4 separate regions of the Mus musculus genome follow, and regions 1, 2 and 4 are each linked to region 3. Evidence: chromatin contacts called from public Hi-C and promoter capture Hi-C data. All regions are on one chromosome and are shown on one strand. Each heading gives the region's core, a stretch centred on a gene start, on an enhancer-like site or on the middle of the called end of the contact. The rest is flanking DNA. Distances are from core to core; before and after follow the strand shown. Region 1 overlaps Slc9b1 (solute carrier family 9, subfamily B (NHA1, cation proton antiporter 1), member 1). Region 2 holds the start of Manba (mannosidase, beta A, lysosomal). Region 3 holds the start of Slc39a8 (solute carrier family 39 (metal ion transporter), member 8). Region 4 overlaps Manba (mannosidase, beta A, lysosomal).

Evidence for each region. Promoter capture Hi-C pulls out the DNA fragments that hold promoters and counts their contacts. Hi-C and Micro-C count contacts between places; a contact is called where the count stands out from the background. Capture Hi-C pulls out chosen DNA fragments and counts their contacts.
Region 1: a contact with region 3 is called in a promoter capture Hi-C map of liver, with 2.4 times the contacts expected there. The contact joins the enhancer-like site here to the promoter of Slc39a8 in region 3. A contact is called at or near these places in 8 of 39 promoter capture datasets (the C10 cell line, embryonic stem cells, hippocampal neurons and 4 more), 9 of 484 Hi-C or Micro-C datasets (CD4 T cells, the G1E-ER4 cell line, the HL-1 cell line and 6 more), 5 of 115 datasets of contacts at active chromatin or transcription factors (bone marrow-derived macrophages, fetal liver, pro-B cells and 2 more) and 4 of 9 other capture datasets (adipose tissue, embryonic stem cells, liver and 1 more).
Region 2: a promoter capture Hi-C map of adipose tissue shows a contact between it and region 3. The contact joins the promoter of Manba here to the promoter of Slc39a8 in region 3. A contact is called at or near these places in 2 of 115 datasets of contacts at active chromatin or transcription factors (memory CD8 T cells and pancreatic cancer cells) and 1 of 9 other capture datasets (adipose tissue).
Region 4: a Hi-C map of regulatory T cells shows a contact between it and region 3, with 4 times the contacts expected there. The contact joins the enhancer-like site here to the promoter of Slc39a8 in region 3. A contact is called at or near these places in 4 of 484 Hi-C or Micro-C datasets (CD4 T cells, CD8 T cells, the G1E-ER4 cell line and 1 more), 3 of 115 datasets of contacts at active chromatin or transcription factors (effector CD8 T cells, extraembryonic endoderm stem cells and pancreatic cancer cells) and 1 of 9 other capture datasets (adipose tissue).

What each region holds. Positions count from the first base shown.
Region 1 is chr3:135,394,369-135,398,545 of GRCm38.p6, forward strand. Slc9b1 (solute carrier family 9, subfamily B (NHA1, cation proton antiporter 1), member 1) reads left to right here. Exons shown (of 13, transcript NM_028946.4): 12 at 476-612; 13 at 3,228-3,459. The coding sequence ends at 3,440. Among named protein-coding and RNA genes, the nearest start is that of Cisd2, 27 kb to the right of the region's middle. Within about 2 kb of position 1,878, at least 12 of the 459 cell types and tissues checked have an H3K27ac peak or open chromatin away from gene starts, as enhancers often do. A contact at or near this core is called in liver, where this site is marked.
Region 2 is chr3:135,483,977-135,487,990 of GRCm38.p6, forward strand. Manba (mannosidase, beta A, lysosomal) reads left to right here and starts at 1,635. Exons shown (of 17, transcript NM_027288.3): 1 at 1,635-1,881. The coding sequence starts at 1,705. Gm30992 (a long non-coding RNA gene) reads right to left here and starts at 1,625. Exons shown (of 3, transcript XR_376111.4): 1 at 1,134-1,625; 2 at 1-20.
Region 3 is chr3:135,822,782-135,826,918 of GRCm38.p6, forward strand. Slc39a8 (solute carrier family 39 (metal ion transporter), member 8) reads left to right here and starts at 2,876. Exons shown (of 9, transcript NM_001135149.1): 1 at 2,876-3,019; 2 at 3,459-3,909. The coding sequence starts at 3,691.
Region 4 is chr3:135,511,072-135,515,075 of GRCm38.p6, forward strand. Manba (mannosidase, beta A, lysosomal) reads left to right here. Exons shown (of 17, transcript NM_027288.3): 3 at 1-9; 4 at 732-902. Among named protein-coding and RNA genes, the nearest start is that of Manba, 27 kb to the left of the region's middle. Within about 2 kb of position 2,415, at least 43 of the 459 cell types and tissues checked have an H3K27ac peak or open chromatin away from gene starts, as enhancers often do. A contact at or near this core is called in CD8 T cells, effector CD8 T cells and regulatory T cells, where this site is marked.

The DNA of each region.
Region 1 (4,177 bases), core at 628-3,127, 430 kb before region 3:
TCTCATGGTTCCCCTACCACGACCTCATCTAAGACTTTAGACAGAGCCTCCACAGAGGCTAGGGAGATGGCATGCTCGGTAAATTACTAGTCATGCCGTCCTTACGACTCTGCTTGATCCATCCCCAGCACCCACATCAGAAGCAGTCTCAGCCACCCTGGGAGGAGAGACAGGATCCCTGAGGCTTGCCAGTATAGTAAAGTAGTAAGTCTCACAGAGAAGCCATCCAGGGAGACAGGACAAACCTCAGGCTGAGCAAGTGCACACGCACACCCCGGCACACCCCTGCACCTCTACACACACACCCTACACCCCTCATCTTTGTTTTATACTCGTTATAATTACTATTTTAATTAAAAATAGATATAATGAAGCAACAGCCTCAAAATATTTTCAGAAATTTTAGAATTCAGAGAAATTCCTCTCTCATTGCAAAAATAGCTTTGTTTTTTACATTTGTTTATATGTGTTATAGGCATGTGCCTTGCTACCTTGGGTTTGGCACTATCTGTTCGAATTTTATCCACTTTTGTACTGATGTCTTTTGCTAACTTCCGTTTTAAGGAGAAAGTATTTATTGCTTTATCATGGATCCCTAAAGCTACAGTCCAGGTAGGAACATAAAAGTCATTATAATAATTTTAGTTTTGACAAGTTTTTAAAGTTCTAAATGAAAAATATTTCTCAAATCACAAATTATCCTCTAATTTACCTAACTTTTGTCATGTTTGGTTCCTTACATTTTCAAGCCCCGAGCTGGAGAGAATGTTCAAGGGGAAAGAGTGTTGCTACGCAAGTCTAGAAGCTGAATGTGGGTCCCCAGCACCTACATGAAAAAAGGCTTGGCTTCAGAGCCTGTGATCTCAGCACTGGGTGTGGAGAAGGAAGGGCAGGGGCAGAGGTGATACGAGGACTAATGTGGCTTGGCAGCCTCCAGCACATCGGTAAAACTTGTTTCCCAGGAATAAGGCAGAGAGTGACAGAAGAGAATGGCTGATGTCATCTGGCCTCCCCATGTGCGCAAACATTTATACACATGTTCACACACACTCATGCACACATACATGTATACACATGCACACACATACACACATGTAACACATGTACATATACTTACACACATGCACATGTTTATACACGCACATGTGTACACACATGTAACACATGTACACACATGCACACTTAATACAAAATTTTAAAAGGTTTATTTTAAAGCAATTACTCTGAAATTGAGAAGAAAATAACAATCTCTAAATTTTATGAAAATGCTTTCTTTTTCTACTTCCCTAAAGTATAAAATAAATCAAGGGTGTCGGGGCATATACTTTTATTCCACCCCTGGAAGGCAGAGGCAGGCAGATCACTGTAAGCTCCAGGACAGCCTGGTCTATGTGGCGAGTTCTAGGACTGCCAGGGCTGCATATATAGACCCTATCTTAAAACAAACAAAAAGTTTAAAATAAAATAAGTATATATCATAATATATGATTTTTTATTTTACTGGCTGCTACAGAGGTAAGTGTTATGACTCTGGAGACACACTGGTTTTCGTAAGTACATCTTTGCACATCCTGACACTCCCTCCAGCACACAAGCACATGCAGATATTTGTTTTTATGTTACATAACTGTCACTGCCAGGAAGGACAGAGAGTGTTTTTGGGGGTCATTTTACTTGTTTCCTTTTTCATTTCCCCTACTGCTTGTCATCATACCTGATAAAAAGTTGTCTTAGTTAAGGTTTCTGTCTATGACCAAAAGCAGCTCGAGGAGGAAAGGGTTATTTCATCTTGGACTTCGATGTCACAGACCTCATCATGGGAAGTCAGCACAGGAACTTGGGGCAGGGCCCAAAGCAAAGGTCATGGAGAATCAATGTTGCTTACTGGCTTGCTTTCCATAAATCATTCAAGACCACGGATGGATCCAAGGGTAGCAGCTCCCACAATGGGCTGGGCCCTCCCACATCAATCATTAATCAAGAAAATGCTGTGCAGACTTGCCCACAGGCGATCTGATAGCGACATTTTCTCAATTGAGGTTCTTCTTCCCAAACACTCTAACTTGTGTCAAGTTGAGAAACAAACCCCCTTGCCAGGACAGAGGTTACCGTGGTCTGCATGCCTACACAAACAAATGACTGAATTAATGAAGACTGTAGTTTTGTCATCCAATTCTGCAATAATTTCCTAATATAAAGCGGTATTGTTACTTATTGTTCAACTGTTAACATAGCAGCTTAAGACCTTGCTTTCCTGGGATTTTTTTTTCTTCTCCATTTTGCTGTTACAAAATTGAAGCTTGTACATTTCTGTGAAACCCAAAATGATTAGGATTAGAACTGAAGGCATTAAGGCCAGACTTGGTGTTGAATGCTCTGTTGCGTGCTCGGTCATTAGCTGGTTACTCCTTCATCTCTCAGCTCATTGATTTGCTCATTTTATATAAGGGCCTAGGACCATATTTACTAAAAGGTGGTGTGGTGGGAGTGGGTGAAAGAATTCCTGTAAAACTCTCAGCATAATTTCTGTCATATAGTGCTGATCCACGAGCAATATTATAGTTACTTTATCTTACCTTTAAGTCATAAACAGTAATAACCTGCTTTATTCTAGGAAACACTAGGTCTATAAAGAGAATGCCTCTCTGTCTGTCTGTTACACCCACTTCCAGTGATACATGGTGGGTTTGCACATTATTCGTCATTTCCTAAAGCAGGCAGAGTGAGAAGCAAGCAGTTGTGCAGAAGAGCCTCTCCCTACCCCACCCCCACCCCCAGTTTGCAGCTTGTTTACTCTGCTTCTCCTTGTCCCCTCTTCCTGGCATCTGGCCTACATTGTACTCTGTGCAAATTTTAAGAACTGGAAAAACCAATGTATCAATTTTTTTTCAAACTCAAGATCTTGCACATGGTAGGCAAGTGCTCTGCCACTAACTATCCCACCAGCCAACATTTTTACACAAGTAGAGGCATGTGTCCCACATATGAGTTAGAACAAATGTTTTCAATTTAACACTTCTGCCTGCTTCTCCCCTATTCTGATTTCTTCCAGATAGATTTGCTAGGAAGAATACACAATTAATGACTAAATGATACAAATTACCCTGGTTTTTTTCCTTCCAGTACTTTATCACTCAGTTTCATTGTGTGCATCTATAACAGCCATCTACTTTTATCAAGTGTTGACTCTGAGCAACATTTTTCCCCTGTATCATCCCCAACTGCAGGCTGTCTTAGGACCTCTGGCTCTAGAAACAGCAAGGGTCATGGCACCCCACTTGGAAGGATACGCGAAGGCTGTGATGACAGTGGCCTTCCTAGCCATCCTGATTACAGCTCCAAATGGAGCCCTCCTCATCGGCATACTGGGACCCAAAATCCTTGAACAGAGTGAGGTGACATTCCCTTTGAAAGTTGAGCTCTCGAACTTCCATCATTAAAAAGCTTGCCATCATCACCTGCTATGTCTCATGATTTATCTCACCTGACCAAAAAAAAAAAAGTTACAGTACAGAAGTTTAAAGATTGTTTGTAAAAACCAGGATTCGCTAAACACAATTTCTCTACTGGGCTTTCCTCTGGTTCTTGGTTCAGAGTAAATTTTAATAAAAACTGCAGTCAACTGCAGTGGTCCTTCAGTCTAATACCTGCATAGTTCAAGAATCAAGTCAGTCAGTAAATACCCTAGAAAAATGCAAGGTGGTCTTTGTGACGATTGTGAATTCTATATTGTAATACAAAGTAAGCATAGTAAAACTACATGAACCTAAAGAGAAAGAAAAAATTCCCTTGAATTCCCATCACTTTAGTTAAAAAATTAGTCAGAGGCTGGGCATGGTGGCACATGCCTTTATTCCCAGCACCATAGAGACAGAGGCAAGCTCTGTTTGTCGAGTTCAAGACCAACTTGGTCTACACAAGCCAGTCAGGGCTGCATAGAAAGATCTACAAACAAATAAATTAGGGGAAAAAAAGAAAACTTGCTCTCTTTCTTCTCTTGTCCACCTTAGCTCCATGGATGGAAAACACTAGGCAGTTTTATATTTTAAAACTTGCCAGATAACACAATTGCTGGGTGTAGAACCTATTGCCCTAAACTTATCTGCTATCCTATATCAGCAATCTGCCAGTGTCGGAGGCCACCACCTGCTCTGGTTGCCCTAAGGCCTTATGTGGT
Region 2 (4,014 bases), core at 385-2,884, 340 kb before region 3:
TGAAGTTGCAGATCTGCCGACTAAACAAAAGACAACAAACAAACAAACAAACAAACAAAAAACAAGTGCTCTTAACCACTGAGTCACCTCTCCCGTCCAACCATTGTTACATTTTTGAAACAAGCTGGCTTCAAGGTCCCTATGTAGACAACGACAGTCTTGAACTCCTGATCCTCCTCCCTCTGTCTCCTAAGTGCCTTGATTCCAGGTTATAGCCAGTCACAGTGTCGTTAGACTTCAGGCTTACAGGTTGTGAGCCACTACCTGCACCTCCCTTCACCTGTCTTTTAAACAGTGTAACTTCAAACGCACAGAAAACACCAACTTCAACTTCCTTATGCTTGCTCTTCTGCCTTGAGACAGCTGAACTTTGTCCTCTGGGTACTGCTGTCCTTTCTGAAGCGTCTCTCAATGTCCTTGCTTAAGCTGTAGTAGATATATATATATATATATATTCCGAGTTTTGCTTCATGAGAAGAACCCAGGGGCCAATGAGATAGAGCAGCCGTTAAGGGGGAATGTCTCTAAGCCTGACACCCTAAGTTCTAGCCCTGGGACTCCTCACAAGCTGTCTGCTGACTTCCACACGCTCGCTGTGGCAGGAACCCCCATTCAACTCCTCCATGAAATTAGTAAGTAAAATGTGGGGTGTTTTGTTTATTTAAAAGAAGATGAAGAACCCAGCCTGCGTCTCCGTCTCTGAAATTAGTGTCTGCATTGTTTTGTTTTGTTTTTTTCGAGACAGGGTTTCTCTGTGTAGACCTGGCTGTCCTGAAACTCACTTTGTAGACCAGGCTGGCCTCGAACTCAGAAATCCGCCTGCCTCTGCCTCCCAAGTGCTGGGCTTAAAGGCGTATGCCACCACGGCCCGGCTAAGCGTCTGCATTCTTTTTTTTTTTTTTTTTTTTTTTGACAGGGTTTCTCTGTGTAGCCCTGGCTATCCTGGAACTCACTTTGTTCGAGGAGGCTGGCCTCGAACTCAAAAATACGCCTGCCTCTGCCTCCCAAGTGCTGGGATTAGAGGCGTGCGCCAGCACGCTTGGCATCTGCATTCTTTTAAATTCAGGGAATGGGAATTCTGTTGCTTGTTCAGTCCCACAACTCAACAGTGAAGGAGGGAATTTCAGACTCACCTGTAACACTAACGCAGTTTCATAGGAACCTCAGAAGCAGCTCCATGATGTAGCCACCACTAACAGGGAGCACATGGCGCCTCTCAGTCAACAGTTGAAGCAACCCTACGAGTTTATAGTTAGCACTGTTTAGTCCCAGCAGGTCGCGTATTGAGGGAGCGTTCAGCCTGACAAATCCTGGGGCCGGGGGACCATGTACAATCTGCTGGTCAGGCGTGGTAGGAGCTGTCCCCGGGCAGAGCCTGCGTACTATTGTGGACGCGCACCTGTCGTCTCCCAAATGGTCAGACTCTGCTTTCCAGACTTTTCTGTCGCTTTTCATCATTCGGATGAGCGCCCCACTTACAGGATCGAGCTGGAGCGAGAAGCCCAGCTCACAGGTCGCAGAGACCCTGGCCCTGGGCGGTGCTTGTACCCGCGTGGCGGGTCCCGGCTTCAGTTCCTCCCTGCAGGGCTGCGGGAAGCGCTCAGCTGACCTGGGGGCGGGTCCGTGCTCGGGGCGGGGACACAGCGTCCAGGCCTTGGCAAGGCTTGGGCGACACTGCCGGGTTCCTGCTTGCGAGCGGTCAGCATGCATCTTCACCTGCTCTTGATATTGGCGCTATTTCGGGCCGGCTGCGTGGTGGCAGGTCCTAGCTACAGCCTGAGCGGGAGCTGGCGGGTGAGCAACGGGAATGGCTCCCTGGAGCTACCGGCGACTGTCCCCGGCTATGTGCACAGCGCCCTGCACCAGCACGGGCTGATCCAGGTAGGACGCACAGTCACCCCCCACACCCCCCATGCGGGTCCAGGTCAGTAGGTGCAGCTGTGGGCAGTTGGGGGAATGGCCTGGGAGTTCAGGCCAGTTGTGGACACTGACCCTCCCTCGCTGGGTCTTCAGTGACCTTGGAAGGCGGAAGTTGTGTATATGAAACAAACGGTATGTCTGCTGTCTACTTATTGTGGTGATTCTCTGCTCAAGCATTTCCTAAGAGGACTTACCTTTCTCCCTCCGGACAGGGTTACTGTTGCAATCATCTGGATGCTTGTAGCTTTTAGTTAATCAAAGTTCGCCGACCCTAGGATGTCCGGGTTTTCTTTTTCTGCTTTGAAGCCTCGTGCGTCAGGTTTGAAATAAACACAAGGGATTGGGGAGAGCACTAGTAAAGTTTGGTTGTTGATGCTAATGAGGAGCCTAAATATTTGGGAGGGGAGTGTGTGCAAGTGTGTGTGTGGTGTGTGTGTGTGTGTGTGTGTGTGTGTGTGAGAGAGAGAGAGAGAGAGAGAGAGAGAGAGACCCAGAACCATGAGTATACTAAGCACACATTGTACCACCACCGAACTACACCCCAATCCTAAAGCCTGAATACCGTGCTGACATTTTTTTTTTAAATGAGAGTCTGTCATCCAACAGTGTGGTAGGTTTCTTTATGATAGTTTCATGTGAGTGCACCATGTTCTCTGCCCATATTCACTTTTTACTGGGTCTTGCCACCACGTGATCCCTCCCTCGTTCAAGGAGTTTCTTTCCATTATGGTGTCCTATATACGTACACTTATGAATACATATATTTACATCTAGAGTCAACATGAGTAAAAACATGCCATATCTTGTTTTCATTCTCATTTGTCTTATGTTGTTGTTTTGTTACCAATTTTTATTGTCTTCATTATCCTTACCTTCTTTTTTTTTTCTGGCTTTTGAGACAGGATCCCATGTAGTTCAGGCTGACCTTGAATTCCCAATGTAACTGAGGACCACCTGAACTCCTGATCCTCCTGCCTCCTCCTCCCATGTGCTGGAGATATAAGTGTTTACCATCATGCACAGCCTAATTACATCATTTTTCCTATGGAAAATGTGTGTGTGTGTGTGTGTGTGTGTGTGTGTGTGTGTGTGTGTGTGTGATTTTCTTTAACCATTTGTCTGTTAGTGGGCATCTGGGCTGATTCCATCACTTGGCTATCATGCCGCAACCAAATGGCTACACAGATATTTCTGCACTATGCTGTCCTAGGATCCTTCAGGTATCGGAAGGAGTGGTGCAGCTGTTATGGGGGAGGGGGGGGCTTATTCCTAGTGGTTCTTTTTATTGCTATTGTTTTTGAGACAGAGTTGTTTTTGTTTTGTATTCTTTGTTAATTTGCCTTGTTTGCTTTTTTTTTTTTCAAGACAGGGTTTCTCTGTGTAGCCCTGGCAGGCTGGCTTCAAACTTCACAAGTTTCTGCCTTCCGAGTGCTAGGATTAAAGGCTTGAGCTACTAATACAGGTTGAGTGTCACCATTTTTAATGGTTTGAGGAACATCCATGCTGAACTACATAGTAAGCCTGCATAATTGTGTGTGTGTGTGTGTGTGTGTGTGTGTGTGTGTGTGTGTGTGATCCAGAGGTTGGTGTTGACTGTCATCAGTCATATTTACCTTATTTATTGAGTCCGGGACTTTCACTGAACCCCAAGCTCAGTGAATGCCTAGACGAGTTAGCCACAGTCTCCACTCTCCCATTGCCAGGATTACAGTGGAATCTCAACCCGGGCCCTCCTTGAGGACAAGCACTTCACCAGCTGAACCACGTCCCCAGGACGTTTGCCTGCACAATTTTGAAAGCTTTCTAAGTGACCAAGCCAGCTCAATCAGTCAACCGGGTCTCAAGGGAGGGAGTGAGGATTGAAAAAGAAAAAGCAATTAGACAAAATGATAACCCGACCCCAGCCAGTGCTGAGGCTGAAGCAGCTTTAGTTTTCTGCAGCTTTTGTACCATTCTAGGTGCATCCAGACATCACGGTCAGCTCTTAGATCAAAGACAAAATAGTCAAGCAAAGTAGTAAACAAAACCCCCCATGCTCACTGTTTCTGATATTCTTATCTGAGCCTATTTCCTTGTCTGAGGCCAGATTCCTAG
Region 3 (4,137 bases), core at 1,626-4,125:
AGAATTCTTAGTGCGTCTACAGAGAGGTGCACACACTACAAAGACATAAATTTGCTTTGTATTTGCTGCAGTAGCAAAATATTTGGGCTGAGAAAAAATTGGAACTATCAAGAAAAGGTGGGCTGGGGATATAGCTCAACTGATAGAGTGTTTGTTCAGCATATGGTCTAGGTTTGAGCCCCAGCAGCAACCAGAGTGATAGCACAGGCCCCAAATCCCAGCACTTGGGAGGTAGAGGCAGGAGAATTAGAACTCAAAGGTTATTTTTAGCTATATAGTAGTAAGTTTGACACCAGTCTGGGTTATATGAGGCTCTGTCTCAAAAAACAGAAACAAAACCCAACCAACCAAACAAAAATATTGTAAAATTGAAGTTAGCAGACCTTTCATTTGCAGAATTAATCTTTAATTTCTTCGAAGTGTTTTGATATTTTATTCTGACAAGTGACTTCTAAGTTAGATACTCAGAAACAAAGAGTCTGGGTTGATTCCTCACTTGGCTCGTTACCTTGTTTCTTGTTGAGCAAACTGAATAGATGCCTGTGTTTTTCAAGTGACTTTCCACATGACAGTTGGAAACAGAAAACGGTAGCTTTCAAACCCTCCGGCCAATATTCGTTGTATGCTCACCTTGTTTTATCATTTAAAACTACTTGAATTTCAAAGTACATTTCTTTAAAAAGGAAGTATTTTGTGCATTACACCTTGTGTTTTAAACTAGTAGCTTTTTTTCATTACTAGTTATATTACTGATGAAATGCCACAGTTTGAGTACCAAACAAAATCTGAATAGTGCTATAATGATGATAATTTATTAAGGTAGAAGAACTAGACATTAGCCCCAAATTGTCTGTCAACTTGCAATTTTCCAAGTATTTTCTCTTAACTTGTATACTTACATTGTATGAACTGTACTTAATAAAGTTTTCAAGCAGGTTATTATTTTATTGTTCCATAGGGTTCAATTGGCTGGTAAATATGTGCTTACCCAGTGGCTGTCAAATAAATTATACCTAAAGAAATCCACAACGTAACCTTTGTATTATTGAAAATTCATTCGCTGCACTTGTCCACTACCCAAACAGCTCAGCACTTCATTTTTATCCACAGAGTTAGCTGTGGATATCCTGAAAAGAAGAGACCACCCTTTGGATGGAGGCCAGCCTTTTTTTTTTTCCTTCTAGCTTTCTTTTTTTATTGGTTATTTTATTTATTTACATTTCAAAATTTGTCTCCTCTCCCAGATTCCCCTCTGCAAACCCCAATCCCACCCTCCCTCCCCTCGGTCACCCACCCACCAACCCACTCCTGTCTCACCTCCCTAGCATCCCCCTACACAGGGGCATCAGGCCTCCACAGGACCAAAGGCCTCCCAGGGCTTTAATGCCAGATAAGGAGTCCAGCCTTTTAAAGGATCCACTCGTGCTCAGAAGCCACTTGCTCGTTTGTCACTAAAGCAAAAAGGGAGAAATAGACAATATACTACACTTAAAACTCCACTAAAAAGTTGAAGAGACTTTTTTTTTTTAATCAGAAACTTATCAGCTGGGTAGATGCAAGAGCTCCTTTGTGCTATCAACTTACATTTGGCCCTTTTGTGAGAGGTTTGCCCTTTGAGCATCAGTACCGTTCTGTAAATTAATACCAACATCGGACAGATTTTTTTTTTTTTTTAATTGGAAAGAGTCCAGCCTCAGGATCATTTAGTTCACTGCCTTTCAAGGCAGGGCTTTTTGTCATGTACAGGTGAGTGCTTCTCACCTGGGATCTGTTGATCTGAATTGCTTCCAGTCATGAAGAAATTATTCTCCACATTAAGGCTTGGCACACTTATGCAGAAAACTTCCTCCTGGCAGCTGCCCTGTACAGCTGCCTAATGCCTCTGGTGTGAGACGGAACATATCCCCACCTCTATCACAGGAAAGTCCTTCTGTTGTTCTTGCCTAGGCCCCCATCTTCCTAGAATCCAGCACCCCCGCCCCCGCCCCCCCTCCTGCCACACACACACACACACACACACACACACACACACACACACACACACACGGGGGGGGGGAGAGAGAGAGAGAGAGAGAGAGAGAGAGAGAGAGAGAGAGAGAGAGAGAGAGAGAAAGAGAGAGGGAGAGCGCCAAATTTCTTATGAGTAATAGTTTCTTTTTCCTTCTACCTTGTTTTTCTGTTAGCTGTCTGCCTGTTTTTAAACTTGCTGTTTTTAGGAGGGTAAAACACACACACACACCCATCCTGAAAGGCATGAACAGCACTTTGAATTCTTTTTCTGACAGCCGAGCGGGTTTCACTTTATTTCTTTATTTCTAGATCGTTTCATCCACCGGACACAACCTTTGTCCCCAAACACCACATTCACTTTACACAAACTTGTTGACCTGACACCCAACTCAGCTTTTCTTGAACCTTCGTCTGAGCAAATAAACATTCCTTGTGATCTGCGGATATCCCGAGCGGCGTCAGGAAGGGCCCGCGAGGCCCCTGCTGGCTCAGCTAGCCCACCAACTTGCGACTGATTTGGTTTCCTCTTTCTCCTCTGATTTTTAAGAAGTGAGGCAAAAAACCAATTCCTGTTCATTTTTGAGACAATGCAAGGGGCTCTAGACACCGTTGCAGGAAGCTGATTTCATGGAGGTCACCAAAAAAGTGGGCCGGGACACCAGGAAGGGGGCTAGGGATCCCACCGTGGAGGTGGGCTCCAGGGAGTAGGCACCACAGCGGCTGGGATGGCAGACAGAGAGGTAAGCGCCCCGGCGTGGACGCACTTGGGAGATCAGCCTGGGGGAGTGTGACACCACGTGCTTCAGGGGCGGGGACAACACTCTCCCTCCCCTTCTTATCTCTAAAGGGTGCAGGGCCTGATCTCAGAGTTTCTTAGAGAAAGGAGAGAGAAAGACAGACAGAGAGAGAGAGAGAGAGAGAGAGAGAGAGAGAGAGAGAGAGAGAGAGAGAGAGAGAGAGAAGTATTTTGAATATATTTGAACCTCAGGGGCTGACATAGACAGTAGAGGTGAGAGGCTAGCAACTTCTCCGTTTCAACTTGCCAAGCTCACAGCCAGTTGTGCAGAGAGGGTCCAGCGTAGACGCGGGAACCTGGGGACCCCGAGGGAGTGTTTCTCTGCAGATTTTTGGGGGGTGGGAGCTTCAGTCCCGACCCTTCCACGTTTCTGCGGCGGGAAAAAAAAGCCTCAAGACAGGAAGAGGAGTTGGGGTTGCACAGTCAGAGGATTTAGTTCCCCGAAGTGTGGCGCGGTTGGGGCTTTATATCCGGGACAAGCGAGAGTCACCACACTGTAAGCAAATCCTGGGGCTTCAGCAAACCAGGCTCCGGGCAGCTGGCCCCACGCCCGGCTCGGAGTTCGAGACTCTGGCCACTCAGAGCTCTGGGGCCCGCAGACTGCTGACCCAGTGCCCTTTATCTCTGTCCCCCTTTGTTCCTTTTATCTCAGGCTCCGCAGGAGGCTCCGAGAGGCCACACTGCCTATCGCCCTTCTGGCTGTTCTACCTCTTCAATGCCCCGAAGGTCTGAGACTGCAGAGCGGGGGCACGGAGTGTCTCGCTAACTGGGCCAGGCAGTGACGCGGGACCGGCGCACCCTCCCACCCCCACCCTAACGGCACTGACACCGGGGCACCGGCGCGGGTCCCTGCATCAGCTAGCTCCGGAGCTGCGCGCTCCACGATGGCTCCGGGCCGGGCAGTGGCCGGGCTGCTGCTGCTGGCGGCCACCAGCCTGGGACACCCCTCGGAGGGACCGGAGCTCGCCTTCAGTGAGGATGTGCTGAGCGTGTTCGGCGCCAACCGGAGCCTGTCGGCCGCGCAGCTGGGGCGCCTGCTGGAGCGTCTGGGGGCTGCATCCCAGCAGGGAGCGCTGGACCTGGGCCAGCTGCACTTCAACCAGGTAAGGGTGGCCCCGTTCTCTGCAGTTTTCTCAGATTCCCATCCCCAGAGCAGTAGCACCAGAGAAAGGATTTCGTGAAGTTTTTCAAGTTTGAAGCGGTCATTTGATCCTCACCGGTTGGTTCACCGGGCATTAAGGGACTTGAGTTAGAGATCTGGCAAGCCAAAATGAGAAGTTGAGCTACCAGAGGACTTGTTGATCTATAGAAAAACGGATAGGTCTACGAAG
Region 4 (4,004 bases), core at 1,165-3,664, 310 kb before region 3:
ACTGGATACGTGAGTACAGGGCTCCAGACTCACAAGAGCTGGCCTTTATGTTCGTGAACCGGGAAGGATCGTTGTGTAATTTGCCATACGTCAAGGTCAAGGCCTTTGAAACACTGGTAAATGACCGGGCTTCTCAGGTGCCCCGTTTGAAGGCTGTTAGGGGCAGTGCCAGTCCCATGGTGGTTCTGTGGGCCTCGAGGAAGGAAATTACAGCTCCAGCTTGGCTGTTCACTCCTCAGTGGTCTGGTGATCCAAGTCCGTGGGAAATGACAAGTGACAGACAATTTTAAAAGGAAATCTGTTCTGAAATTGTGCTTCCCTTCTGTTTCAAGGGTGTGCTTTGGAAAGCAAAACTCACTGATGACTTAGAAATACACACCGTGTGTTTCAGTGGGTCAGGTTGTTATATAGTGTCTAGGAATCTTTGGCAGCTCAAGGCCATGTGTACAGGTCGTTCCAGGGATGAAGATACTTTCTGTTCTGCATAGTTCTCTAGGGCCGTATTCCTGTAAAAATAGGAGAAGCCTAGGAATCTGTGCTTGGACAGGAGATTGGAGGTGTAACTAAAGGCGTCCATTAAGTTCTCTTTCAGAGGGATTCCTTCTGTTAATGAAACTAGCTCTAGACATGGCTGTAGTGTGTATCTTTCATGTAGTCTACCTTTATCTAAAATGTTATACACAAGACTAGGTCTTCCTAATGGAGCTGTGTTTCCTTCCTCTGTCCTGCAGAGCTTTGACGTCACCAACGTAGTCAAAGACGTGAACTCCTTAAAGCTGCAGTTCCGGTCAGCAGTGCAGTATGCAGAGTGTCAGAGCAAGGCTCACACTAGCTACCGGGTGCCCCCAGAGTGCCCCCCGGTGGAGCAGAAGGGTGAATGTCACGTCAACTTCATCCGAAAGGTAATGAATGTTCGTTCGCTCAAGTGTGTGTGGGCTGCAGCGTTGTGGCTGGCAGACTTGAAGGCTTGAAAACAAGATTTTCTGAATTTTTGTGGTGGATTCTCATTCTTCTAGGTTTTCTTCCTGGAGCGTGTTTTAGAATTTAGGTTCACACACACACACACACACACACACACACACTGTGGATAACAGAACTTGATGTTATATCCTAGGTTAGCCTAGAACTTACTATGTTGTTAAAAGCGGCGGTCTCCTGCTTTAGCCTCCCAAGCCTTGGGATTACTTATATGAACAACTGCTAATAATAATATTATTAATAATATGGGGAGCTGCTAATAGGACTTTATAAATTATTATATTTTTTTCGGGCAGGGACTCCTCTAGCCCTGGTGGGTTTCAAACTTGCTATGTATCCAAGGATGACCTCCAATTTCCAATCCATCCCCCACCTCTCTACAGAGTGCTGAGTTTAAGGTATGCACAATCTTGCTTGCTTTTATAAGGCCCTAAGGATGAAACCCAAGGCTCTGTGCATGTTAGGCAGAGCCCTGAGATAATTCTTCCAACTGCGTGACAGTCCCATCTCTATAAGTTATTTTATAGCATTGATATTTATCAAAGCTGTTACCAGTCGTGAAAACTTACTAGTGAGTCTTGTGACTAGCAACCTGCTTGAAAGAAATATATTTTCAGCTGGGTGTGGTGGTGCACACTTTAGCTCTAGTACTTGGGAGGCACAGGCAGGTAGATCTCTGTGAGTTGGAGACCAGCCTGATCTGCAGAGTGAGTTCCAGGACAGCCAGAACTACATAGAGAAACATCCTATCACCCCCACTCCCAACCACCAAACAAACAAACAAAAAAAAAAAAAAAGAAAAAAAGAAAAAATTTTTTCCTGAGATATTCTCATATTTTACTGCTAGAACCTTAAAATATAGAATGGGAAGGTATGATCCACAGATGATTTTTCTTTGAGGCTTATTCTGTTCTACGGTACTTGAACATATACTAATGCATGATTATTGTATTATAACTGTATGTAACATTTAGGTTTGGTTGGTTGGTTTCTGTTTCTGTTTCTGTTTTTTGAGACAGTGGCTCACTATGTAGCCCCGGCTAGCCTAGAACTCATCATATAGACCAGGCTGGCTTTGAACTCACAGGGATCTTCCTGCCTCTGATTCCAAAGTTCTGGAAGACATTTTAGCTTTTAAGAAGAAAATGTTACTCTTCTTCTCCCCTGCCTTCCCCCGCCCCGCCTCCCCGCCCCCGCCCCCTTCTCGGACTGGTCCTGCTTGCAAATGTTACTTTCTTCATCAAGTGTTTGACCCTTCTAAAGTCTCTACATCTCTGCTTCCTCCTCTGCTCAGCACATTAGTCGCCTCTATCTTTTCTACTTCCCTCCTCCCTTCTTGTCCGTCACTTCTCATCACCATGGTAACACGCTGAGTTGTACAGATTGGGGGTTGGCGGAGCATCTCTTTTGATTTTCAGTTTCAAAGGTACTCAGTCCTTGCTCTCTGGCTCTGCGCCTGTGGTGAGGTGGAACAGCAAGGTAGAAGGGAGTGCGGGACAAAGCTGCTTACCTCGTGGCGCCCCGGAAGCAGAGGGATACGGAGGGAGTGACTGAGATAGGGTGTACCCTCAAGGGCACGCCATCAGTGATCTGTTTACTCCAACTGGATCCCACATTCTAGTTCCTGCCAATTTCCAAGACAACCTTTATTCTTTGCCTCTGGGTCCAGTCACTTCTTGCACAGCACGTTGCCCTAGTCACCTAGCCGGTATTCCCACAACTCCATTTGCCTTCTTTCAAGTAATTATCCACGGAGCAGTTGGCATGGTCTCTTCGGACAAAAATGCCCCCAGCATCCCTATCCTTAAAACAGAAACTGGGACTTCTGCGTCCATATGTACTGAGGTAGGGGCTGATAAGACTAGATATGCTTTTCAAAGTTCATAATTTTTATCTTTCAACAGCTTGGCACCATCAGGAGGCTAATGTCCCAAGCTCCTAGCTCAGTCTTCGCCCCACCTCCTCCCGTTGGAGCAGGCTGCATCCTGATGACATTTGCACAAGCATTTCCTCTGATAGAGGCCTTCCACTTCCTTTCCCTAACTCAAGGTGGAAGAAAGAGGCTTCCTTGCGAGAGATGCCTGACTGTTTGGTCCTGTGTATGAAACCTGGGGCCTTGTGTATAGAAGCAAGCGCTCCCCTGCTGAGCCACATCCTCAGCTTAAAAGTTTTTGTGTTCCAGCGCTGTGCGTTGATGTACCCCAGCCCGAGTCACAGGGCGTCACAGGTACTTTCTGAATCAGTGAACGAACATCCTCGTTGGCTGAGGGAATTAAGTGATCTGAAGCTTGGTGTGGTGTTGAATATTTTGTTCTCTCCTTGCTGCTGTCTTACCTGGGGTTATCATTGCTGCAATGAAACACCGTGACCACAACCATCCTGGGGAGGGAGGGGTTGATTTTACTCACAGTCCCATGTAACAGTTCATCATCAAAAGCAGTGAGGGCAGGAATCCAAGCAGGGTGGGAGGCAGGAGCGGATGCAGAGGCTGTGGAGGGTGCTGCTTATTGGCTTGCTCCTCATGGCTTGCTCAACCTGTTTTTTTGTAGAACCCAGGACCACAAGCCCAGGGATGGAACTGCCCACAATGGGCTGGGCCGGCTCACATAATCACTAATTAAGAAAATGCCCTGCTTTCTTGCCTGTATAGCTCAATCTTTGTTTGTTTGTTTGTTTGTTTTTTAAGACGGGTTTCTCTGTGTAGCCCTGGCTGTCCTGGAACTCACTCTGTAGACCAGGCTGGCCTCGAACTCAGAGATGCACCTGCCTCTGCCTTCCAAGTGCTGGGATTAAAGGCGTGTGCCACCACTGCCTGGCCTGATGAGTCTGTTGCTTTTGTGTACATGATGTCAGGGATAACCACTCAGGGACCCCTTCCTGGGAAAGTGAATCCTCCCTCTCTCCACAGTCACTTGAAGGCGGTTGTCTTTTGCTTAGGGGTAGGACCCTGTGAAAATGTCCCCACTCATTTGGTCTTTCATTGTCCGGGTCTTGTTTAGGGAGCCATATTGTCACTGTTGAGGTTT